Regions from separate parts of the Rattus norvegicus genome. Here region 2 is linked to region 1. A link is a contact called in public Hi-C data. All regions are on one chromosome and are shown on one strand. Each heading gives the region's core, a stretch centred on a gene start, on an enhancer-like site or on the middle of the called end of the contact. The rest is flanking DNA. Distances are from core to core; before and after follow the strand shown.

What was found. A called contact is a pair of places that touch in the nucleus more often than the background predicts.
Region 2: a contact with region 1 is called in a Hi-C map of liver, with 4 times the contacts expected there. The contact joins two enhancer-like sites. A contact is called at or near these places in 4 of 12 Hi-C or Micro-C datasets (the Rat2 cell line, kidney, liver and 1 more).

What each region holds. Positions count from the first base shown.
Region 1 is chr2:212,332,536-212,338,408 of GRCr8, reverse strand. No RefSeq gene overlaps it. Among named protein-coding and RNA genes, the nearest start is that of Slc44a3, 23 kb to the right of the region's middle. Within about 2 kb of position 2,303, at least 28 of the 93 cell types and tissues checked have an H3K27ac peak or open chromatin away from gene starts, as enhancers often do. A contact at or near this core is called in liver, where this site is marked.
Region 2 is chr2:212,463,523-212,469,395 of GRCr8, reverse strand. No RefSeq gene overlaps it. Among named protein-coding and RNA genes, the nearest start is that of F3, 45 kb to the left of the region's middle. Within about 2 kb of position 2,290, at least 9 of the 93 cell types and tissues checked have an H3K27ac peak or open chromatin away from gene starts, as enhancers often do. A contact at or near this core is called in liver, where this site is marked.

The DNA of each region.
Region 1 (5,873 bases), core at 1,054-3,553:
ATACATGTATACCTTATATTACATAATATATATGTATATTATATTATATGTCATATTAAAATATAAATGTAATATTCATACATTTATATGAATTTATAATATTTAACAATTATAAATTATAAATATATAATTATATACACTATATAATTTATATAAATATATTTTAATATAGAGGTACTATATTTTAAATAGTATGTATAGTATATATAATTAATGCATATAGGTATATATTTATATATACATTAAATATTGAATATGTATATTTAAGATCATGCTTCCCACCCAGGGAATTTCTAAAAATAACTACAAGCCATTCACATATTAGCTTCATAGCCACCACTGTTGTGTTGTGCCCATCAAAATCTCTTTTCTCTGAGGCTTCCTGAAGCCCCAACACCCTTACCTCTCTTGGTCACAGGGATGTGCTTTAATGCAAGGGCAAATTTCAATGTGACTCGAGTCATGTTGTGCTAACCTCTGTATCTTGCCGTAGTAGCTACTCGATAAAGGTGTGTTGGTCTGAAGTAATTAGGGAATAAATGGATGGGGGGAAAATGCTTAGCCATGAGGGAGATACAAGTCAAAACCATATTTCAGAATGGTTAGCGTTTAATTAGTTAATGATTAATAATTAATACAAGCAGAAGTGTTAGTGAAGCGTGGGGGTGGGGACGAATCTGCTTACACTGCTGGTGAGCACAAATCAGTGCAGCCCCTGCGGAACTCAGAGTTCACTGAAATGGGGAGCAGCCCCGCCGGGCTCAGTGGGAAGGGAGAGTGTGCCCGTGCATCAACAGAATGATTCGGTCTTCTGTTCAAACGTCTTCTTAAAATGCTATACCTTTGATTAAGTGGTGTTCTTTTAAATGTTGTACAATGTGGGTTCGAATCTTAGTTCCACCTACTACCCATGAGACTTCAAACAGGTTATAAAGCTCAATATACCTCACCCAACTAGATGAGACCAGTAGTTTCCTGTAAAAATGTCACGGGGATTCAGCAATGTCACAAACAATGAGTCCCAGCCCTGTGCCTGGTACTTGCTAACTAGCTAATCAGTAGTAGTGTATCAAGATGTCCCTGCTGTCTCTGTGTTCAGACACCACCCTAAGGGCTAAAGGATTTTGTCTTGCACTCAGGCAGATAAACAACTCACTCTGATATGTTTTGATAAGATAGGACCACAAAGCTATAGGAACCAGGGTGAGTCAATTCCTAGAAAATGTGGTCTCTTCACGGAGCTTCAGAGTTTAAGTAGGATTTCATCAGGACAGAATAGGCTAGACATTCCAAGCAGACATTCCTACATCAAAGAAAGGCTAGGAGGACCCAGCAGGGTGAGGTTGGGCTGCGGCTCCTCCCGCTTCATTTTCTAGTAGCCTGCAGAGAATCGCTTTCTTCTTTCTTCTGGGCTCAGCAAACCTAGCCAGGGGCGAGGGGCTGATAGGAAGCTCCTTCCAAGGACAGAGAGTGTGGGACCCTCACAGACTCACTGCTGCCTCTCTGATGTGGGGGACACCAGGCCGAGTGCACCCTTCAGTCATCTAACGTGTCTGACTGCTGGTGGAAAGGGCAGAATTGCTAAGAGCCCAGCAAGGGAAATGGTGGGAAAGAATTCTTCTTAGAAACCTGGGCCAGCCTTCCCAAAAATCTCAGGACAATCCACAGTCGCTTGGCAGCCTGGCTGAGGTGGCCCAGCAGCTGAGGCAGTGCCAGCAAGCCTCCCATGCAGCTTTTCGCCACAAAGTCCCTGTTTCTTTTGGGTGCCAGCCATCTCCACAAGTCACACATGAGGTTTAGTACCAGAAGCGGAAAGTCACACAGACTGTAATACTTACGACCTTCCAAACATAAGCCTTCGCCTCCACGACTGGCAAGGAGATGCAGGGGTGGGGGTGGGGGAATAATGCCTGGCTCTGGGGAATTGTAGATGCAGCTGTGTATTTATTTATACATTTGGGGAAAGGGCATTCCGGGGATGTAATCATCTCATCGCCGGTGTAATTTGGGGCTGAAACTTGTAACTGTGCTAACGTTCCCTGCATTTTCTCCAACCCCTTATTTCAATCAAGAAACCAAGCTTCGTCTTTCTTATCCAGAGCTTTGGTAAAGTGGAGAGCAGACTCCTTACCAGAACAATAGAGACCAGAGGCATGGGGCAGGAAGAGCAGTAAGTTAAAAATGCACTTCCAGACACTGGCTCCATGCTCGCCAAGGATTGCTGGGACCAGAACTTAGACCTGAAGGGAATACAGAGAGCCCAGCCAGCTGCCTAGGCCAACAGCTAACTAGGCAGTACTTAAAGACAACTCAGAACTCAACGAGACTCTCCATGACTTAGTACCGACATCTCCCGGTCAAGACAGAGTCCTTCAAATGACTGAGCTGGAATTTCCTCCTAGACAAATAAAACAGGGACTAAATGAGCACTCTTTGCCAGTAAAAGCAGCCTTTCCTCTCACTCCCACGTGGAGAGCTTGTGACTGCCCCCGCCTGAGGAAACTGTAATGAACCTTCCTGAATGAACCTGGCCAGACACTTGTGATCTCAAGGCCCACTGCCTGGTCCTCATTGCTTCTAAATTCCCAAGTTCAAGTCCCAAAGAAGAGGTACAAAGTGAGATCGATAAGAAGGTGTACTTACATCCCAAGAAAAGGTACATATACTTAGATTCCAATCTATAAGGACAGAAGTCTAGGGACTATGTTTGGGAATGGACATTAAGAATATGGGGTGGGGGAAGAGGTAGAGGGGAGATTGGGAGGAGAGGTAGGAGAAAAACTGAGGTCGGGGATGTAATATATGAAAGAATAAGTTAAACACACTGAACTGGAAGAAGAACGAATATAGATGAAGTTAGATGAGGCCCAATTGGTTGTCGTGGTCTGCAAAGCAGAGATTCTGCATTTAGTGCTGTGGTTTGCTGAGGAAAGGTTCCAGGTAGAGGGTCTGCAAAGACATGCACCATGGAGGAAAGGTAGCTCTGATGTCGGAACTATGTTTCCTTTCCTCTTTTGTTTCAATAATGGGGACTGTTACCTCTGTCTCCTGCATGCCAGACAAGCTTTGTACCCCTGCACTCCAGTCCTTTTAAACCTTCTGTTTGGAAGTGAACAAGGGTCTCATTGCACTTTCCAGGATGACCTTGAATTCACTCTGCAGCCCAGGCAAGCCTTGAACTTGTAACCTCCCTGCAGGAAGAGGCAATACCGCATCCCTAGGGGCTCTGCAGAGAGCAATACCACTGTGGAAGGTCAGAAGAATGCTGGTCCTGCCTCATTCCTGCCTCATCTTCAGCTTGCTTATTTAGCAGATTCGGAGAACAGACAGCGTAGAGAGTGACAGTGGATCATAATAACCTTAGTCAGGTTATGGCTCCAGGGTAGCTGAGCTTCAAGATGTGGCAGCATGTGCCCCGATACCACTGTGGTATGCGACTCCTGAGCCAGCAATGCTTTTGTCTCAACCATAAAAGACAAGGAGGAGGAGGAAGAGGAATAGGAGGAAGAAGAGGAGGAGGAGGAAGGGGAGGAGAAAGAGGAGGAGGAAGAGGAGGTGGAAGAGGAGGAGGAAGAGGAGGAGGAAGGGGGAGGAGGAGGAATAGGAGGAGGAAGGGGAGGAGGAAGAGGAGGAGGAAGGGGGAGGGAGAAGGGGAGGAGGAAGGTGGAGGAGGAAGGGGAAGAGGAAGAGGAGGAGGAAGAGGAGAAAGAGGAGGAGGAAGAAGGGGAGGAGGAAGGGGAGGAGGAAGGGGAGGAGGAGGAGGAGGCCCTCGCCTCACCCCACATACAATTCAAAATGGAGGACAGATTTGTTTATTCTTTCTTCATGTATTTCATGTGTTTTGCTTACATGCACACGTGTATACCATATGAATAAGTGCTCCCTGTGGACATCAGAGGAGAGCACTGGATCCTCTGGAACTAGAATTACAGGTAGGTGGGTGCCGAGAGCTGAACCTGGGTCTTCTGCAAGAGCAGCCAGTGCTCTTAACCGCTAGGCCATCTCTCCAGCTCCACGATTCAAGATGAATAATAATCAAAATTTAAATCATAAGACTATAAACGTTCTAGAAAAAAACAGATGCCACCACCTTGGGTTATGTAAACATTTGTTAGCCATGACACCAAAATCATGACCTATAAATTTTAAGTGTGACATTGGCCTTTATCAAAATCAAGCTTCGCTACTCCAAAGGAGCCATTAAGAAAATTAAAGGATGCATTCCACATTTCAAAAAAAAAGGACTCACTTTAAAGAAATGTTAAAAGTTTGGGGGGACACATATGGTTAGCAAGATTTAAACTTATACAACATGTTATGTATCAAAATAAATACAAGATTTCACCATTGGCATGTATAATTTTTATGTTTGATGAATCACTTAAACTCTGAGGAAAAAAATTAAAAGACAGCCTAAGGAGAGGTATTTGCAAAGCACATATTCTGTAAAGGAATCATCAGAGTTTTTACAGCATAAGGCTAACCCAACAGAAAGGAACAAACAGGCTGGAGGGATGAGTCAGCAGGTAAGAGCATTTGCTGAGATAAGCGTGGTGACTCACATCATAGCTCTCTGCACGGGGGAGACACAGGCAGGTTGACCTCTGTGAGCTCGAAGCCAGCCTGGTCTACATAGAGAGTTCCAGGGTAGAAACCCTATCAAGAAAGACAGAGAGGAAGAAAGAAAGAAAAAAGGGAAGGAGGGAGGAAAGGAGGGAGGGTGGGAGGAAAGGAGGGAGGGTGGGAGGAAAGGAGGGAGGGTGGGAGGAAGGGAGGGAGAGAAAGGAGAGAGGAAGAGAGAGAGAGAGAGAGAGAGAGAGAGAGAGAGAGAGAGAGAGAGAGAGAGAGAGAGAGAGAACATTTGTAGGATTCCTGAGTTTGATTCCCAACATCTATGTGCTGTGGTTCACAAATGTCTGAAACTCCAGTTACAGAGGATCTGGTGCCCTCTATTGGCCACCTAGGGTACTGCATGTATGGGGTGCACATACAAACAAAAACAATCTTTAAAAATTAAATATAAAATATAAAATTAAGGGAGGGATAAACCTGATCAAAATATACTGAAATACCTAAAAACTAATAAAAAATTGATAAAAGAATACATTATACCAGATCTTTAAAAAGAACTGAGCTCCTTGGGGCTGGAGATTTTAGTGTTATATGCAGCCCTCTTCTATTTGCTTTAGGTTTCCAAAGGATACATTATTTTTCCTATTGTGAGAACCGAGGGGGAAGCAGCTATGAGAAAGCACAGAGGCCTCTGTGGTGTGCCTTTGATCCCCTTGCCTTTAAAACGGTTGTTTTGTGATCACTCCCTTTGGCTCGGACATCCGACGAGCACGGAAGAATGAACAGCAATAGAATCTCAGGAACCAAGAGCATTCTGTCCTGAGTTCTCTCTTCCTTCCAAGCCTGTAACCAGGATGACTTGGAGGTAAGATGACTTTTGCAGGGCACGTCTTCCTAGCTGAGTCTCTCTCCCCCGGATTAAACGAGGCTTGCAGTAAGCCTGACCTGGGGCCTGACCTGTCATCCTTCCACACGCAGGGCAGAGCTGCGGAATCTCAGGCACATGTGTGTGTGGCCCACCTGGACACACCACACATTTTTTCTTTCTTCTTGTGGGGAAAGTTATACACAGTTCAAACGAGTTTTCGTTTTTTCATGACAAATAACCCAAATGAAGGCATAGTCATGATTGCTTTCTAAATCTGTAAATCTCAACCTACTTGAGCTATCAATTAAAGTATCACTTCAATTAAGGTGGATGAAATCTGAGCCAAACTGTGTTCTGTTTGTGCAAAGAAATTCAGAGTAAGACATGCACAGCTCTGAAAAGCGCCGGGTACCAAATTCAGCCACACTCTAGG
Region 2 (5,873 bases), core at 1,041-3,540, 130 kb before region 1:
GGAGGTCCTAGAAGACCCCAAAGCTGTGGACCCCTAACTCCTCTAGACCTCTCTCAGTCTCCTAGACAGCAGGAAGTGTGGGTGACTGCTCTGCCCCCCCTGAATCCGAGGACCTGGGCATACTGCTAGAGTTACTCATCCTTCATGAGTTAACCTCCCCGTTTTATTTGCTCTTGTACGTATTAACCATATAATTTTCTTCTTCAAACGTTGCTAGTGAAGAGAGTCTAGCCAATCACCCTGCATAAAGAGGCTGCCACTTTCTCACCCTTAGGGTTGGTAATGGTTCTGGCTGGGAGCCAGGCATGGAAGTGACTCAGCTCTCCTCTCCTGTGTTAATAAGGTTTTACTGTCTTCAATCCTGACTCAGAGTAGCTCGGGGAAATGTGGGGTTCATAGATGCTGTACTGAGCATTGACATACTCAGCTGGTAAGCAAATAGGAGGTACTCCAGCAGGCCCACCTTCCTGCCAAGCCTGCTGTGACACGGGCCAGCTCATGGGCATCTATTTCCCTCATCCTTGTCTGCTGTGACCAAACTCCCACATTCTCTTGAAAGACTAATCAGGCTCTTTAAGACAGCTAGTGGGCTGGATTCTAAACCAGTCATTGGCACTATCCCCAAATCTAATACCGGCCACTTCGGCTCTCCTTAGGGACCTAATGAGAGACCTGACCCAGAGGAGGCTGTCCAGCAAAACAGTGACTGGGGGACTTTCTGTGTTGGTTTCCTTTTTTAGTTGAAATGACTGTTCTGGTCCATCCCAAGGATCCTGACCATTTAGAAGCTAGCCAATCCTTTATTCAATACACATTATCTAAGTATAGACTGTGAGGATTGAGAGACAAAGCACATAGTTCCTTTGGTTGAACTTCAAGGTCAAGTATCGGGGAGCTGGTAAGACTAGGACAGTTGTGTGTGTGTGTGTGTGTGTGTGTGTGTGTGTGATTTGTTATTGATATTGGATGGTCTCTATAGTGCAAGCCCAAAGACATCAAGGGATCACCTGAGGGGGGCCCCAGAAAAGGTGTGAGAAAGTAAACGGTTCCTACAGATTCAGGAGCCACCTAAACAAAAGGTGAATGGAGAAAGGACAGCATGTGAGAAGTGTGCAAACAAAGATGGCTTGCTATGACGACTTATATTACCCACCTTTCCATCTTTCTGACCATGAAGATGGAAAGCACTCCCCCCGTCTGTCAGGCAGTGAGCTTTTTCTCCTTCCCCTAACCCCTAAGGTCTCACGTAGCCTACGGCTGACCTGGGATTCATTACGTGTAGCCCAGGATAACCTTGAAATTCAGATCCACCAGCCTCCACCTCGACAGTGCTAAGATTACAGGGCTGCACCACCATGCCCAGCGCTTAAGGCTCTGTGGATGGATCCCAGGTCTCCATACACGCTAGGCTAGCGCTCTACCATCTGAGCTATGTCCTGCAACTTCGTGGCAGTTCTGGTGAATGGACGGTGTGTAGAGGGGATGGGTGGGCCTGGCCCATAAGCAGGCTTTCAGGTGTCCTCTTTACCTAGTGCACGATTTTAGCTTGTTGAACCAGAGAAATCAGGTCACAAGAGAGCTCCTGTGTCCCCTGAAGTGATTCTCAGTGAGGGGGCAGCTAGTAAGGAACTGAGGCCAGGGAAGTGACCCTTCGCCAGCCCACCAGAGTTATGTGCCATGAGATAGCAACCATCGATCTGAAGGTCCTCCTGGCTCCGTCTCTCCCTTCTTCCAGCCTTCTGTCTCTAATGCCCAGACACCTCTGTCCCTGTCCTCTTTCTTGCTGTCCCTTCTTTGCTTTCCCTTCTCCTCTCTGGGGTTTCCCGCCCTCATATCCCTTTAGCCATGTTGTTGATTGCAGGCCCAGGGCAGAGGGCTCCAAGAGCAGTTACCAACCAGGTCACTGGTTTGAACCTGCCCAGTCAGTATAACCTTCAACAACTTTGTTCTTGGTGAGAGTTAAACATTCACTCAGAATTAGCTGCCAGTGTTTCCGTGACTATCAGCTCCTGCTCCTGCTCCTTTTAAGCTGGTTGCTGACTACAGAGGAGGAAAAAGGATCCAGATGAGGACCCTGTCTTCAGGCCCATTAGCCCAGGACCTCTCAGCAGGTCTGAAAACCAGTGGTAAAACCTGCAGCCCCGAGCTGCCTTTCCTTGCAGGCTCCGGCTTTTCCATTTAATGTTGGCCACACTCCACTGCGTGTGTCAGGCAACACGAGGGACACTGGAAGCTCAGTGTAGATGGTGCAAGGTGGGATTGCCACATCAGAGCTGAGGAACAAAAGAAAATGGCTCATGTGTGCTGGCCGAGGCATCCCAGGCAGCTGGCGAGCCAGCCAGCATGACACCTGTTTATACTGTGGCAAAGCTAATGGGTTCATGGGATTCCTTCTGTGACAGCTTTTATAAACAGACGGGCCTGCATCTTTTTCTGGGAAATGATGGGCGAATCCTCAGGCTTCCGTGGACAGCCCTGGAGTTACAGACTCCATGGAAGCAAAACACTGGAAAGATATTTTCCTGAGCTCTGGTGTGTATAGTGTGGTTTAGGCACAGAAATGGCAGCAGAGAGGAGAGTGAATAAATGATCTTTCAGGAAGGTAATCCTCAGAATAGAAAGGGATTTGAGGGAGGAAGAACGAGATCATCAGGAAGGGGTGTAGGAGGGGCATTTACTGGGTACCTTCTAGTCACTATTGCTGACTCTCAGATTCCATTGGAAACCTCGGGAAGATGGTTTTGTAACACTGGTACTCGGCCTGTGCAGAGCTGCATGTTCAGGGCAGTGAGAATTAAGGTATTTGCAGCCAAAGTTCAAGGTTCAGGCTAGTAGATCTTGTAGGTCAAAGGTCCAGGCCCACCTGCAGGTTGCTATCTTTTACCAATCAGGATATTTACAAAATATTTAAATAGATACTAAAAAGTTAACTTGATTGGTCCCATATAATACACACACATGTGATATGTGTATATGTGTGCATATATGACATATATAACATATGTGACATATATTTGTATGTATGTGACATATATATTTGTATGCATGTAAATACATACATACATACATACATACATACATACATACATACACACACACACAACCATGGCTCCATGCTGCCCCAGCCTTGAAGCACTTGACCCCTGAGATATCAAGGCTGGGGACTCTGTCCATCTGTCACTTTGTGATGAGACAAAAGGTGTCATGAAAACAAAGATGAGAACTCACCAGATTGTATGCCACAAAGACAGGCCAACACCGTCAGCATCTTAATCTTCAATTTCCATACCCCAGAATCATGAGAAAATAAAGTTCTGTTGTTTGAGTCTCTAAGGAGGAGAGGAGAACAATTTTACCTCTTTTCCCAAGTGGAGGAAGTAGGGTTCACAAAATCATGCACCACATACTAGTTCACACAGCCAAGAAAATCTGCAGTGAGAAACAGAATCTACATCCGTGTGAGGGTCTGAGCCAGAGTCCTGCTGCCATATCAGATGCAAAGCAAAACCTACATTGGCCCGCTCTGCTGCCGAGTTTTTCTTGACCAGCAGTGGCACAGACGGCGGTTCTGACTTTGGATTGTAGCATCAGTGCAATCTTTGTGTGTGGGAAAGTAGCATTGTGTGCTTAACAATAATTGTTATATATTTTATATTATAATTTTTAATAATTTATATTTGTTTTATAGTTTGTAATTTATATAATATATATAACTTAAAACTGTTTTATAGTATTCAAACTTCTTGGATCTTTACCATTTAATGTTGACCACACTGTTTAGGTACCATTATTAAGAGAGCTTTGGAAACAATGACTTAGTGCGATTGGTTGAAGGTTGGGCACATGACTAAGCTGGCCAATCAGAGCAAAGGGGCTCTAGAATGTTTGCTGCCCGGAAAGGAAGCTGGCTGATGCTCTCTTGTCGGGATTGCAGATCTGGTCAGAAGTGTTGGTGGCTACCTTTGCCTAACCGGGGAAAGCTGGTCTTAGTGTGGAGCCCATGCAGAGGAAAGTGCTCCTAGAGAAGAGGAAGGAAGCCAGGACTCTGACACATAATCTGGGCACACAAGTCCAGCAGTGTCAACGGCAGGCTCTCCTGAACATCTCATAAATCTGATCAAGCTTAAGATAGTTTCTGTCTCTTTATTTGGTTAAAAGTCCCCACTGTCAAAGGAAGTAGTCCTGAAGCCCATGATTCATCGCGGTGAACCTTACTGACCATTTCTGAATTGTGGCTTCTGGGAACACAAGAATCCAATCTCAAGAGCTTAAAAAAAAAAAAAACCAACAGCAAAGTCTTTATGTAGCGGTGAATAGTGATAAAGACAATAACTGTAGCGTCGGATTGAAGGCCTCACTACGAACTAAACTGTTGTTTTCCTTTCCCAGTCTCTCGGTGCAAAGGGTAGAGGAACCTTTAGAACCCGGAAGAAGAGAAAGGTGCCATTCGGAGACACTGTTGGAGAGGAGACAGGACCTTTGCAAGAAATGCATGTTGGGCAACATTAAATATGATGCTAGGCATTAGGTGAGAGGTCAGAAACGAAAACGGAGCCCTGGGGGATACACATGCAAGTGAAAGGAGACTGGGGCAGGGAGAGCCGGCCGGGGCTGGAACTGCACGTGCAGCTCACCCAGGGGATGGAGAGCAAGGTTTGGCAGACTGCTACGGCGTTTAACCTACTTAGCCCAGTGTTGTCCAAGGAAAAATACCCCACATAAAAATCATCTTCATATATGTTCATATTATTTATAAAAAAAAAAAAAAAAGCTGCCTTTGGCCAGTCTGATCATAGTACATTTTACTTTGTAAACAATTTCCAGCTGTCTGAGACGGGAGAATTTTTCACATGTAATCCAACAGGCTAAGTTTGGAATCAAAACAGCACAACATGTCATCCCAGAGGTTATGACTCAAATATCACATCAGAGCAGAGCCTTGTCAGCCTTGTGTGTATATCTAGGGTCTCGAGAGATTGTTTTGAGAAGGCTGCAGGCTGGGAAGGTCACCACAGGAACAGATCTTATGCCGATATGGAACGACTGGTGGAAACGTCTAAATAAGGATTTTCTTTTTCTTCCTGGCATGGGCATCATGGGCTAACCTCTAATTATACAGGAGAGCAGAGACAGAGAGATACATTGCATTTCTAAGTTAAATGCAAATGTTCTGGATTATCGCAACGGACCGACCACCATCGCTACTTCTCTTGAGAAGAGCCATGGCGGTGCTACCAGTGTTTGTCAGCAAAGTCCCCCCATACCTCTGGCCATATTCCAAACTACCTCTAACAGATATACCACCAGAGGACAGCCCCTTTGTGTCTGGGGTGTTAGCTTTGTGAAAAAAGCTCAAGGACACCCAGCCAGTGACAAACTTTTCCATTTTCAGTGTTCGTTGATCAGAAAGGCAAGGTAGGCTGCTGAGTCTGGATCGTTGCCTCCCGGTGGCCTGTGACTGCTTCCTCGAAAGCACCAGTTTATCTAAATGAAAATCATGCTTTCAGCCTTTGGGAAGATAAACATCTGAACTACCAAGAGACATGGAGAGGATTCTGGAAGGTGTCTAGAACTATGGAAAAAGTGTAGTGTAGTCATGAAATGCAGGACAGTGATGGCATCTGGGGACGAGGCTCTAACCCTACCCTATCAGCTACACATGAGACTTGTGACAGGTTGCCTAATCTCTCTCAGCTTCTCCATGCTCAGCTGTAAAGCAGGATAATCTGTTACTGACAAAGGGGATTGCACAAAATCCAGGGAAATCTCTGCTCATTCTTGGCTTGTCATAAGGACTTGATAGATTGTAGTTATTACGGTTGTCGAGATTGTTTTCCTACAGAAAGCAGAACAAACACTTGATAAAGTAAGCC